Linked DNA regions of Mus musculus: region 2 is linked to region 1. A link is a contact called in public promoter capture Hi-C data. All regions are on one chromosome and are shown on one strand. Each heading gives the region's core, a stretch centred on a gene start, on an enhancer-like site or on the middle of the called end of the contact. The rest is flanking DNA. Distances are from core to core; before and after follow the strand shown. Region 1 holds the start of Hepacam2 (HEPACAM family member 2). Region 2 has its middle 8.4 kb from the start of Gm34470.

Region 1 (6,684 bases), core at 1,667-4,166:
AAACATTGGGCTGTTTAAGAGAATGAATCATAGATTTATGTTTTAAATAACATACTGCCAAAGATATTTCTGAATGTATTCAGTGCCTTAATATAAAATGAAAAATTCTTCACCAAATATGATGTGGGTTGTTTTTTAAATGCACACCACAGTGAGAGGTATAGTATATCTTTCTGTTATATATTACTTTTCCTGGAGATTGCCTATGTCATTTTTATTAACTAATTATATTATATAATTATATCATAATTATTAATTAATATTAATATTATTTTGTCATTATTGACAGGCTGTCACTATGAGGTCCTGGCTGGTATGTAGAACAGACTGGTCTAAACACCACAGAGATCTATTTGCCTCTGCTTTCCAACTTGTGGGGTTAAAGTTGTTAGCTATCACCCACCAGTGCCTGTGTTATTTTTATGAGACAATTTATAGGTAACAAGTGTCAGCAAGGAATGAGTTTCCTTATATCGCACCTAAAAATCTTCCGACTAGGAAATGCTTGGACGCCCTGATATGATGAGCCATTGTGAGACTCGGAGAGTAAACAGGTAACATGCTTCCCGTGTATTTTAGAAGCACACACTCTTCCATATCCCCGTTTCTTGCTATAGATGTATAACACACCCATGTTTTCTAGCTCAGTCGTTTACTAATTTAGAAAAACAAGTTGTGCCATTTGAAAAACTTTAAGTGTTCTTCTAGTTGCATGAGAAAACATAAAAGAATAAGGCTTTCTACAGCTTCTCTCTGTGTGAGCAGATAAACTTTAAGAAAGAAATGGTAGAAATAATAATAGAATTTTAATTTTCTTTTGATATCCCAACAGCCGTATACTCATGAGAAGTTTGGTTTTACTAGATTGACCAGTACTTCCTGGGTTAAGAGAGCTGTTAAGATCTTCTGCCTGTAAGGTACGTACTAACAGCAACCCAGAGAAACATGGAAAATATCAATCATAAACTGGTAAACAAAAATACAGCAATAACTTCACTTTAGAGATTTCTTAAGACATATAAGAACAGTACCCATGAAAAGAAGATAAAGTTAATGAATACTTGAAAGTGTGCTGTAAAAATTACCCATGTTCCATCAACAAAGAATTCTGCAAGCAGTTTGATTGTATTGACTATAAACATTAGGTTTTACAAAGTGACCTCTATGGCAGCTCAGAATAGTTGGTCTTTATTTCCTCATTAGCACACACATTATTAGCAAACATAACATGACTATTGTTGACTGAAAATAAACTCTTGCATCATTAGAAAAAATAGAATTTTCCAGTCTGTATTTTGAATAGACTATTTAATCAAACACGGAAGCTTATTTTAAAATTTTTTTAAAGGTACAAAGAAAATTCAGTATTTTAAAAGCAAAAGGACTTTCATATTACTTGTGACCTTTGTGACTTGTCACTTCCAGAGAAAGTGAATTTCAGTAAGGAGGGAGGTCTTTCTCTATAATAACAACTTTATTTTGAAGTTGGGAAAAAATCACCATTACATTTTAATTAATTTTATTTTAGTCAAATTTCTCAACTGAATTCATTCCTGAATTCTTCTTAAGGCCAATTACAAAAACATTATCTGTGAAAACCTATCAGTCCCTCTATTTAAAAATGAGACACACACACACACACACACACACACACATACACACAAACAGAGAGAGAGAGAGAGAGAGAGAGAGAGAGAAAGAATCCCAGGATCACATAATAGCTAAGAATGATGTTAAATTATGGTAACATACAATATATTACAGGTTTAAATTTGATAGTATGACAATATAGTCCCTGAGATGACCACAGTTAAGGGGAACAGACAGATTAAAAATTTACAGGTAGCATTTTTATGTCAGTGAGATTTATATGCATCACATACAAATGTAGATAATAATTAGAATGAAAAGTAACAAAATACATTAGAGAAAATAAAACTTTAAATACCTCCTAAAATCCAAAGCTCAAATTGTTTTTATATATCTGTTATTCTTTATATATCTGTTATTCTTTAATGAATAAAACTCCTTTTAGACTTCTATCAGATAAATGTAAACAAAAAAAGAAACTAACTTGACGCTTAAGATCTACAATAGGAGGGATGGAAACTCTTGATGAAAAAAATACTGATGGATAACAGTGCGTCATGATATAGGGAGGCAAACTCTATGTCAAAAGAGAGAGAGATAAAAATATTAAGATCTAGTAAAAAAAGAAAATAGGACTAGTCACTGACAAAGAGAAAAGCTAAAGGCATTTTTGAGCACTGATCCTTTTAAACACATTTCTCTCATATGCAATTTTAGCTAAACTTCACATTTTCCATATTTATGTTAAAGAAGAACCAACAGTTTGCATGCTATTTTTAATTTAAGCAATACCTTTAATTAAAAGAAAACCACTACCATGAATTGTTTTGAATTAATTTAATGCACTATTAGAATGTTTGCCAATTAAAACATTAACCATTAGAGATTATTGAGCCTATCGGTAAGCCCTGGGAGAAGAGACTCCGCAGCTTTTTATGCTGCCTTAACTTTCTTAGCGAGTCCCGTTGACAGTAGCTGTTGCTCCAAGGGAACAAAGGCAATCATTTCTTGAAGCTCATTTCTCTTACATGTTCCTGTTTCTTTGCTGGAACAGTGTGTTATTGTTAAAAGGTTTTGACCTGTCCTTCAATTATCTGAGAAAATCTACAGCCCTAAGCAAATATTTACCTTATGCCTACAAAAAAAAAAAAAAATCCACAAAGAAAGCCAACAAAACCCCAAAACTCAAACCCCAAATACCTAAAAGCCAGCTCGCGCAGGCCCTTACCTATAAGAAGAAGGTGTATTTTGCAAAGAGAGAGCCCAACCATGCTTCTGAGAAGCTCCATAAAAGCATCCTGTCCCATGCATGCGGCGCCCTGTTCTCAGTGGCAAGTTGGTTCATGGACCAGCAGCTGCTGGTTTATTTGCTAGGGAAATTAGCAGTGAGGTAACAGACCCTAGCCTGCCTCTTGCTTCTGTGATTTGAATACAGAATGAATGTGTATACAAAGGACACAGGCAGTAGGAACACCTGTTATATGTTCTGCGAGAACACAGGGCTGTGGCTTTCAAATAGTTTCTTGGTGATTCTCAGTAATTTTTCAGTATTGCTTTATAAATTATACTGAGTTATTCACAATAAGAAGGAGGAAGATACTCTCTTTGCGTGGCCTCGTGATAAATAAAACCCAGATCTACTTTCTTATCATGAAAAATTATGCCATTATTTTGAAATTTGAAAAAAATACTTTCTATGAAAATTGAAGTACTTTATGAATTTCCTAAGTAGCCATTTTTCTTCACAAAATTATCATGTGAATTATCATGTAAAGACTGTACCAAAGAACCAAAACAGAGTATTAGAGATTTTTTGTGTTTTATTTTCTATTACAAATGGCTGTGATGGTTTTATTGGATCTGTGTATTCATCTCACTTTCTTAAAAAAAATAAATCACATGTCGTTTGCAAGTGGAGCTGAGGCATACATTTTACATAATGACAGTGTGTAGCACACAGCAACAGATAGTACTTGGGGTCATATTTTCTCAGCTCAAGCTTAGAGGAAGTGAACTAGTAACCATTAAAATCTTGCTTGTGTGTTCTGGCTGCATCTTCTAGCTCTTTTCAGTGCCATGAAGTAGGTGGGCTGAGAACTTTGCTTAATTCAGTAAGTTCCAAGAGAGCTATTGTTTGTAAGAAGGCTTTGGTCCACACTTTCTGCATGGAATGGAACATATCTAGAAACATTTGACCTGAAGCTAGTAGAATTCTCAATATAAGTAATTTTTAACAGGATAGTCTCACTGAAGAAATTCAGTGATTAGAGTGTGGGAGTGAAGGAAGGCATGGTTTTTCATTTTAACTGCTTCAAAGAAGACTGTTATTCAAATATTATTTAAAAATTAAAAAAAGAACAATTGTTATTCTGGAGAACAACTTTGGAAATACTCTTGATGTCAATGTTCCCAACTTGTTGAAGATGTGTCTAAAGGCAAAGACACTACTGTTGGGAAACCTGAGTTCTTTATACAGTTCAGTTGCTTTATAATGCTTCACACCTCAGAAATATGTCAAGGGCATCCTCAAGCCCAGGCAATGACTACAAGTTTCTCCACACCCTCTAAATTCTGCACACATACATATTCACTTCAATGTATTTACTTAGATATATACTTTCCTTCTCAGATCCTTGACTACAGCGAACAATCTTAGTCATTGACATCCAAGCATAATTCTCATTTTTCTTAACATGTTTCCCCAGAAATAAACCCCTGTGCTCTTTAGTCTATGTTGTCTGCTCCTTAGCCATTCCTTAAGAATTTCACACAAATTTTCATAACAGACTGCACAACATCCAATTGGAAAAAAAAAAACCCATAGGATTTAAATAGATACCCCACAAGCTCCTTCACTCCATTTAGATCATTCTTCATATTGATCAAATAAGATCATTCTTCATATTGTCCTTAAACTAAAAATGGCTTATTATGAGAGTTCCAGGATCCTTGGTAAGATGTGGGAAACGAAGACAGTATGGAGGGGTGCCCCTAGTATCAAATATATAGCATTTAAAGGACTTACGAATATTCCAGTATTTTCCACATTTTATATTAAAATGCCAACTTTTGTGACAGAAAGAAATAGTAGGTATTTTAATAAGGACTTAGATACAAGAACGATCCATTTTTGTGCTCTTTTCCCTGTTATTATATACATTCAAATTTTTGCATTATATGTGTGGTTTGTACAAGAACTGTTCACATTAACCATGCGCCCTCTAGTGGTTTGCTGGTAAATATAACTGTTTGTGACAGTACTGGTGAATCAGGAGTTGAACATTGAAATCATACAGGCAAATTTAACTTCAAGAGCTCCCAAAATGACAGAATTCCTAAAATAGTTCCAAAGAGTTTTCTAAGAAAAGGAAAATTCTCCCAGAAATATGGCATCACTTGGAGGCAGTGGCAGGGAGATCTCTGAGCTTGAAGCCAGCCTGAGCTATATAATGAGATCTCCTCTGGGGTTGGGAGGTGGGGTTGGGTTGTCTTAACACAGTATTTCATAGCACAGTTGATAATCTACCATCTGCTTCTGTAATAAAAAAAAAAAGGTCCCATATCCTCGACTGTTTACTCACCTTAGTTATATTTGCATTAAAATGAATGCACTAAAACCATTTCTGTGCATAACGATTACATTAATATAAGGAGTCACTGAAAGTGTGTGGGTGATGAGGGCAGGACTGCTTTCTGGTCTTGCCAATCACACATGGTTTACTGTTCATTTACATTATTGGGCTGGTTTTGTTGTACACAGTGAGCAAGCATCTACTACAAGCATTTCAAGCAGCTGTAATCTTTAATACAGACCCCTTCATATCTGTAGAATTATTTACACTAGGAGAATCAATTGGGGGAAATCCTCAAGATTACATGAATGGTTGTATCTAAGGTGAACTAACTTTGTAATTACATTGCTCCCAAAGAGAAGTGCATCTGCAGGAAAAGCCAGCCACTAGAGGAGGCAACTGCATAGGCGATTTCTGAGCTAGTGTCCAACCCTCCATACAGTCAAGTTTATGCTTTGCTTTTATAATAAAAACATTAGTTATTAGTTTTTATAATACGTTAAACTAATGTAGTTAAAAGGCACTGGTGTCCTGATTTAGGAGTCACTCCTCAGCATAATACCGGGAACCTTTAAGCATTTAAGTCATCAGTTTATACGTCTAACAATCTTAGGTAAGTATCTTAACTTCTCCATGCCTGTTTCACCATTTTTTAACATGAAGATGATGGTAACTCCAGAAGATGTTCATGCATACGAGCTTGCGGGTGTGTTTCTTGTGTTTTTCTTTCTTTCCTTTTCAATCTTTTTGTTTGTTTGTTTGCATGTTTTGTTTTCTAGAGGGAGAAAGAAAGAAGGTGCGTGGAAGCAAGTGTGGCGGTAGGGGCAGATCTAGGATGAGTTGGGGGAGGGGAGACCTGATCAGAACATATTGTATGAAAAATTGTAGTACAAAAACAAAACAAAACAAGGAAAAGATGCTCATGTAGATAAATGCATAAGGTCATACACATGAAGCCATTAACAAAATTTCTCCCAATTCGTAAGTTTTCATTGTTACCTATTGTTATTAGCTCTGGGTTTGCTGCCCCCCACAGCAAAGTTACCCCGTTACTTTCTCCTTTATACTACTAATAACAAGATCAGGGCTTTAAAGTGACAAGTGCCCTCATACTTACTGACATCTGCCTCGACTTGCCTTTGCTAAAGCAGGTAGAAAAATGATAGGTGGGGTAGACGAAATCCTTTGATTTTTCTAGAGCGTTTTCAGGAAATGCCAAGAATGAAGAAGAACCTACGGCTGGCCATCAGTATCTTAGGGGTCCTGCCTCCCACTTTCCTCAGGGCACACCCAGAGCCACTGGGAAATTCCTTGTCTTAAGTCACCTTTCCAAGTGCTCTTTATGGAGGTCAATCAGTCTCTTTCCTCGCCTCTCTAGCCCAGGTGTGCTTTCTCTTGCACTCCTAGAGGGCATCTTGTCAAAGTGGACTATCTACAGACGCTTCAGAGTTGTTTAGTTCAGTGGCCAGACTACCTAAGTCATAGGTATTCGCCTCGCCCAACGCTCTTCCAAGTCCAGGTA
Region 2 (6,684 bases), core at 1,090-3,589, 2.1 Mb after region 1:
TTGGACCACCCAATCGCAACCTTTCTATAGATATGTGGTATGTCTGTCCTTCCATTCCCTCTCTATCCCTAGTCATGTTTGTGAGATGCAAGCCATGCAAGGACATGACATAATACTCAGATACTTTACTATTGAACACATGTGAGCTTCTGGTTTTTCTTAATCTCCTTTCCCATTGGATGAAAAGAAAGAAAGATAGAAAGAAAGAAAGAAAGAAAGAAAGAAAGAAAGAAAGAAAGAAAGAAAGAAAGAAAGAAAGAGAGAGAGAGAGAGGAAGGAAGGAAGGAAGGGAGGAAGGAAAAAAGGGAGGAAGGAAGGGAGGGAGGGAGGGAGGGAGGGAGGGAGGGAGGAAGGAAGGAAGGAAGGAAGGAAGGAAGGAAGGAAGGAAGGAAGGAAGGAAGGAAGGAAGAGGAAGGGGAAAGATCATGACTGGCCTGGGGTTTCAGTATCACATGAGTGAAACAAGAAATACAAAGAAAAAGTAAAGGAAGCTAAACTCAGGTCCTCATGCCTGCCCTGAGGGCACTTAACCAATGGAGGCATCTCCCTAACCCTTGCTGCCATTTCTGAGAACTAGCTTGAGCTAATGGGTGTGGCCCTGGGATCAGAGCTGTATAAGAGCACAAGGGAAATTTTTATCGTGTTTCCAATCCACATGTTATTTTTCAGGTCTACTCTCATCCTTATGAAATCCCATCTGCTAACACCGGTGCCCACAAAGGTGCTAGCTCAGGTTCCAAGCCTATTTTAAACCATAATGCTTATTTACAGAATCTTCCTGGCTTGGTCTTGGTGGCTTAAATGGCTGCTATCTCACAGAACTTTCCACTCTTATGAATGCGCTCTAGCTCAAGGGCAAGCAATGCTAGAGCCTCTCCCTTTATCAGCACAAGGATCCCAGGTTTGTACCTCTGCTTAGTTCAGAGATCCAGATGTTCAGAGTACCAGATGTTCAGAGCTCCAGAAGACAATGCTTCTTCCACCCAGGTGAGAATATGGAGGAGAACAAAGGTGACATTGCGTGTGACCACCTGACAGCCAGAAAGTCCCAGGGAACCTGGGTTGCAGATCAGTAATCAAGATACGGTCTCTGACTCAGATGACTTAGATGGCTCTTGCTTGGAACATGTGATTAGTATTTGGCTTATACTACAACTCTAGGAGAAGCCAGTGCTCATGTCACCTGCCTGTCAACTGTATCTGGGTCAATAGGCCTTATCTCGACTGTCCATTTGTTAACTTCTTGGCCTGACTGACAACCTGGCTTCATCCTATTTTCCAATAAGTAGGAACCTGTTCTTATATGGAAGTCCCCATATCTGAGTCACTAAGAACCATAACAAGACCACTTTGCTCTCCTCCTTGTTCCTGTCTACTTCACTGAAGCCAACTGTGCTATGTATGGCCTGCAAGCCGTCTTCTTAACCACTGGTATCTGTTTATATTTATGGCTTATCGCTGTGGCTACTACACCTTCTCCTAGTCCCCAGAATGCCCTTGAGCTATTGATCTCTCATCTTGACTGTTAAATTGCTAATCAGTCTCTAGGAACAATATCATCTCAACATTTGTTGAATACCTCTTAGTATCAATATTATATCTATAATCTGTGCATTCCATCCTATCTCTGGGTACGTTTTCTTCCCTGTTTTGTAAATAAGGAAAACAAGTTTCGGATTCTTCCCCTGACTAGAAGATGGAGGAGACAGAATCTGACTGACGTCAGGCATGAAAACCCAAGCTCATCCATTTTGCTAAACTGCCTTTGCTTCAGAACAGGTTGGGTACATTATCTTGAATTGTCGTCAGTATTTTCATCTTCATCTACAGACTCTGGGTGACCAAAATAATATGTGAGTCAAGACTGACTCAGAAAACTTTCTTCTGTTGGTACTTTGTTCTGAAGTTTCACTTACTGTGCTTCAAAAACCACACACTTTCTTGGTAAACACTCAAGCGTCCACTTGCATCCCCTGAAGTGCCTGATAACAAGATCCCTTGGTACTGCAGCTGAATGCTGAATCGTGGGTTTGGACACTTTTCTTCCCTTCTGTTGTTCAGCCTCTTCAGCTGCCCCCTCCACTTGTCCATGGAATGATTCATTTCTCCATCTTCTCTTATAGCAGGTTTCAATTGTCCCTAAGGATGTTTACAGAATTTTTGTCCATGGAATGATTCATCTCTCCATCTTCTCTTACAGCAGGTTTCAATTGTCCCTAAGGATGTTTAGAGAATTTGAAGTATCAGCCAAAATGTCAACTTTAAATTACAGTGAGGGATGGAGCTCTCATTCTTCCAGTGACTCATGTGTGCTGATTGGCACCCTCTTTCCCCTTGGATAAATCTATGTGGGATGTTAAACATATAATTAGGAGGTGGGTTAGCAGAGTGAGAACCAGAACAAGAGAATTTAAGTGGGGTGACTTGCTGCGACAGGATAACAAAGGTTTAGCACGTCATCTTTACATTTGGGATTTTGCTACAATGCCCTGGTCTCTTTACTTGAACCACAGAGCCTGGGGAGACTTCCTGTTGAGGTTCAAACAATTTTAAAGAAATTAGAGGCCCCTTTGTCTTGAAAACTTTATATGCCCCAGTACAGGGGAATGCAAGAGCCAAGAAGTGGGAATGGGTGGGTAGGGAAGCAGGGAGGGTGGAGGGTATAGGGAACTTTCGGGATAGCATTTGAAATGTAAATAAGGAAAATACCTAATAAAAAAAGAAATTGTCTAGTTACGATCATTAAATATGAAAGTTTTCTCGAGGACTGTGTAAAAAAAAAAAGATACCGTTTACCTGGATACCTGGCCAGAAACAATGTGGGTAAAACTTCAAAGCCTCTTTGTGTTGTTCTCTTATCCCTTTTGATGTTCATTATATTTTACTTGCAATCTACCATTTCTTTAAATCTTTAAATACTTGGACTTTAGATAAAAGGAATAGTACTGCCTGTGGTTTTAATCTTATAGTATTAAAACTCAGTTTCCCTTTGTGTGTGGCTGAAACCCATTACATTTCATCAGTATGCAGTACTCCATTGTAACAACATACACCTCACTTTTGTTTTATGTTGATTGGTTGCTTAGACCTCACTGAGATAAACAATGCAGCTGTTTACATTCTTGAGCATTTATTTTGATGCCTTTATGCATCTATGTCCTAGAGTAGAATCCCTCTGTTATAAGATTTTCAAATTTTCAATTTGATTAGAAAATAAGAAATGCTTTAAAGTGGCTGTGGCCATTATTGAGACTCCTCTGAATTGTAATAAACTCTCTCCTTTTACCACAACCTTACCAGAGTATAAATTGACAGACTTTAATTTCACAGGTATTGAGTATGTGTGATACCATCTCATTTGGTTCCAAATTTACCCTTCATAACTTCTAATAAAGTTAAGCATCATTTCATGCATTCATCTCCTTTGCAATTACTCGTGTGTAGAACTCTCGTCGGAGATGTTTCCCTTGGCGAGGCGTTGTTTTCCTTTCTTTTGCATTTATTCACTGGAGGTTCCCTTTCCTTTCCCTAACCACATGTTGGTGCTAAGTTTTCGTGAGTTTTATATATATTAAGAGGAACTTTTCTCCATTTTGCACATTGATTACATGTACATTTTAATTAAAATGATATAATTTCGATTTCAGTCTGGGTTTTTGTGGTTGTTAAGATATCTTTCCATTGTATGGAGAAAAGCTGTTTTCCTATCTAGTTTTGCCATTTCTCATCTAAGACTTTCATTTACTGAATCTTGGATTGAATTAAAATGTTTGATAGGGATATCATCTTAGTTTCTTACCTGTGGATTCCCAGTTGGGCCTGGATAATTAATTGATAAGTTCTTCCTTTCAAAATGAACTGCTATACATTTCAATCTGTCCCCAAGGTCTTCTTCATCAGAGTAGGCCAATTTCAGGACTCTCTAGCTGAGTCAGTTGAGTGTTCACTTAAAGGACTTTACCTTGGTGATAAGGCTCTCTGGGGGAGTGCATGGGCCAAGGACACACTCTCCTTCACGTAGACCTTTTGCTTTTCTATTTGAATTTGTAAGTCAGCTTGTCAAGTGCCGCAAAGCTCCTATTGGCATGTTGATAAGATATTTCTAATTCCCAATCAGTTTTAAAAGGCTTGATTTTTTTCCCCCTGTGGTACCACACTCTCTAAGCTGTGTGCACATATATCAAGCTCTCTAAATCTTTGTTGGTTTACATTTTGTCTTTCGATAAGGTTTTATACTTTCCATCATACAGTTCTTGAAATTTTTATTTTTCCAAACATGTTAGGATTTTGATGTTATCATAAAGGTAGTTTACATTTAAATTTCTGCGTTCGGTATCCTGGCTCATGCCTAGAATCTCTGTAATCCCAGAACTCAGGCAGGCGGAGGGAGGAGGACTGCCATGCATTTGTGGCCAGTCTGTGCTGCATAGTAAGTTCTAGGTCAGCCTAGGCTACCAAATGAAGTTATATCTCAAAACAAAACGCAAACAAACAAACTAACTGAGAAAATACTAGCGTTTCTGTTTGTTGAAATTAATTCTTTTTTTTTTTTTTTTTTAAAGATTTATTTATTATATTTAAGTACACTGTAGCTGTCCTCAGACACTCCAGAAGAGGGAGTCAGATTTCATTACGGATGGTTGTGAGCCACCATGTGGTTGCTGGGATTTGAACTCCTGACCTTCAGAAGAGCAGTCGGGTGCTCTTACCCACTGAGCCATCTCACCAGCCCGAAATTAATTCTTCATACTGAAGTTTGTATGTTGAAATCATGGCAAGTAAAATGACAGAAATAGAAATACACCATTATGAAACCCATTTCTTGATATGAAAAATATTTATTTATGTTTCTTTTGGACTGCTATACAGAGATTATATCCATACAGCATTAATGTTCTTTATTCCATTGCAACTTCTTTCTACCTTTTAATGCCTTAATAGTTAATATTCTTTATTTCTTTAAAAAGATTTATTTTATTTCAAGTATGTGAATACTGTAGCTGTCTTCAGACACACCAGAAGAGGGCATCAGATCCCATTACAGATGGCTGTGAGCTACCATGTGGTTGCTGGGAATTGAACTCAGGACCTCTGGAAGAACAGTCTGCACTCTTAACCACTGAGCCATCTCTCCAGTCCCAGTAGTTAATATTCTCAATGCTAAGAGTGCCAGTATAGTTTTATCAAGAAGTTCTAATAGAGGTCATGGTGCTCGTCCAACCATTAAGTTTGGTGCACATGTTGTTTGTTGGTACTTTGTCAAATTAAGGATGTAGAATTTCTATCAATTGGTTTTTGTCAGTAAAGATGATTACATCACAGTCTCATTTCATTTAGTGATAAGAAAACACACATTAATTGATTTCTTATATAAAAGTCCAATGTCACACTGTGCTAATGTAAATGTTTCTACATTGTATTATTATTGTCTCCACTTTTTGTATATATGCATGAGCAAGATTAATCATATTTGTTGGATGTTATATCAAAGTTCTGCTAGTGTTTAAAGCCACCTAAAGATATCATACTGTTCTCTAATCTGAGTTTTGTGAGATTATAACTATGTTTTTCTTTAATGTCTCAATTAATTTTTCCTTTATTGTTTTCTCAATATTTTCCCCTCCCCCACAAATAATATCAGTGTAAATATGGCAGTGGTAACACATACGTAGGCAGAGGCAGGCAGATCTCTGAGTTTGAGGTGAGACCAGCCTGATCTACAGAGCAACTTCCAGGACAGCCAGGGCTACAGAGAGAACCCCTGTCTTGAAAAAGAGAAAAAGAAAAAAAATGAGAGAGAGAAAGAAAAGAAGGGAAGGGAAGGAAATTGTTAACCAACAGCAAATAGGCCATATTATTTAATTAAAAACAAAACTATGCGGTTATTTTAATCTTCTTGTTCAGTTTGTGATGGTTATGCATTTTTGCCCTATACTGATTATATTTCCTAGTTTTTCCTAAATTAATTTTGGTGAGCCACAATTTTTTTTTCTAGAAATGTATTCGTTTGCCCCAGGCTTCAGTGCGTCTGACATAAAGTTGTTTAAAACAGCATTTTCTTGTCTTTGTAACCTTTGGACCGTTGCTGATCTCTTCTTCCCAGTGCTGTGTGAGCCTCTCGCCTTTTCGGAATCTGTCTGCAGGGTCTTTGTCCGTTCTAGTTGTTCTGTCAAAGAGTCTTGAGATACGCATTTTTCTGGTATTTTTTGAGGAAATTTCTCTACCCTCTTGTAAAACCATTTCCTCTGTCAAGCATTTGAAATTTGATATCACACTGGATTCTTGAAAAATGACTATTTTTCTCCCAACTACGTTGAATGTTTCTTAAGTATGAATTTGTGTTGAATCCCACTAGAAGTAATTACAAAGGCAGCTCAGCTAGGGGACTAGGAGATGAGATATTTCTTAAACAATACACACAAGAGATTCATGAAAAATTTTTATACTACCTTACCTCCATAAGCTTTTTTTTTTTTTTTTTTTCTTGGTTTGGTTTGGTTTGTTTTTTTTTTTTTTTTTTTTTTTTTTTTTTTTGATTCTCTGTATAACCCTGGCTGTCCTGGAAATTAGAAATCCGCCCACCTCTGCTTTACAAGTGCTGAGATTAAAGGCATGTGCCACCATAAGCTTTTACTAACAGATTTTAACTGGCTGTGTTTAAAACCCTCCAAGCAACCTGCCAGC

Evidence for each region. Promoter capture Hi-C pulls out the DNA fragments that hold promoters and counts their contacts.
Region 2: a promoter capture Hi-C map of the 3T3-L1 cell line shows a contact between it and region 1, with 3 times the contacts expected there. The contact joins the enhancer-like site here to the promoter of Hepacam2 in region 1. A contact is called at or near these places in 7 of 39 promoter capture datasets (the 3T3-L1 cell line, cranial neural crest, liver and 3 more).

The regions. Positions count from the first base shown.
Region 1 is chr6:3,491,582-3,498,265 of GRCm38.p6, forward strand. Hepacam2 (HEPACAM family member 2) reads right to left here and starts at 2,917. Exons shown (of 10, transcript NM_178899.5): 1 at 2,819-2,917. The coding sequence starts at 2,897.
Region 2 is chr6:5,551,897-5,558,580 of GRCm38.p6, forward strand. No RefSeq gene overlaps it. Among named protein-coding and RNA genes, the nearest start is that of Gm34470, 8.4 kb to the right of the region's middle. Within about 2 kb of position 2,340, at least 20 of the 459 cell types and tissues checked have an H3K27ac peak or open chromatin away from gene starts, as enhancers often do.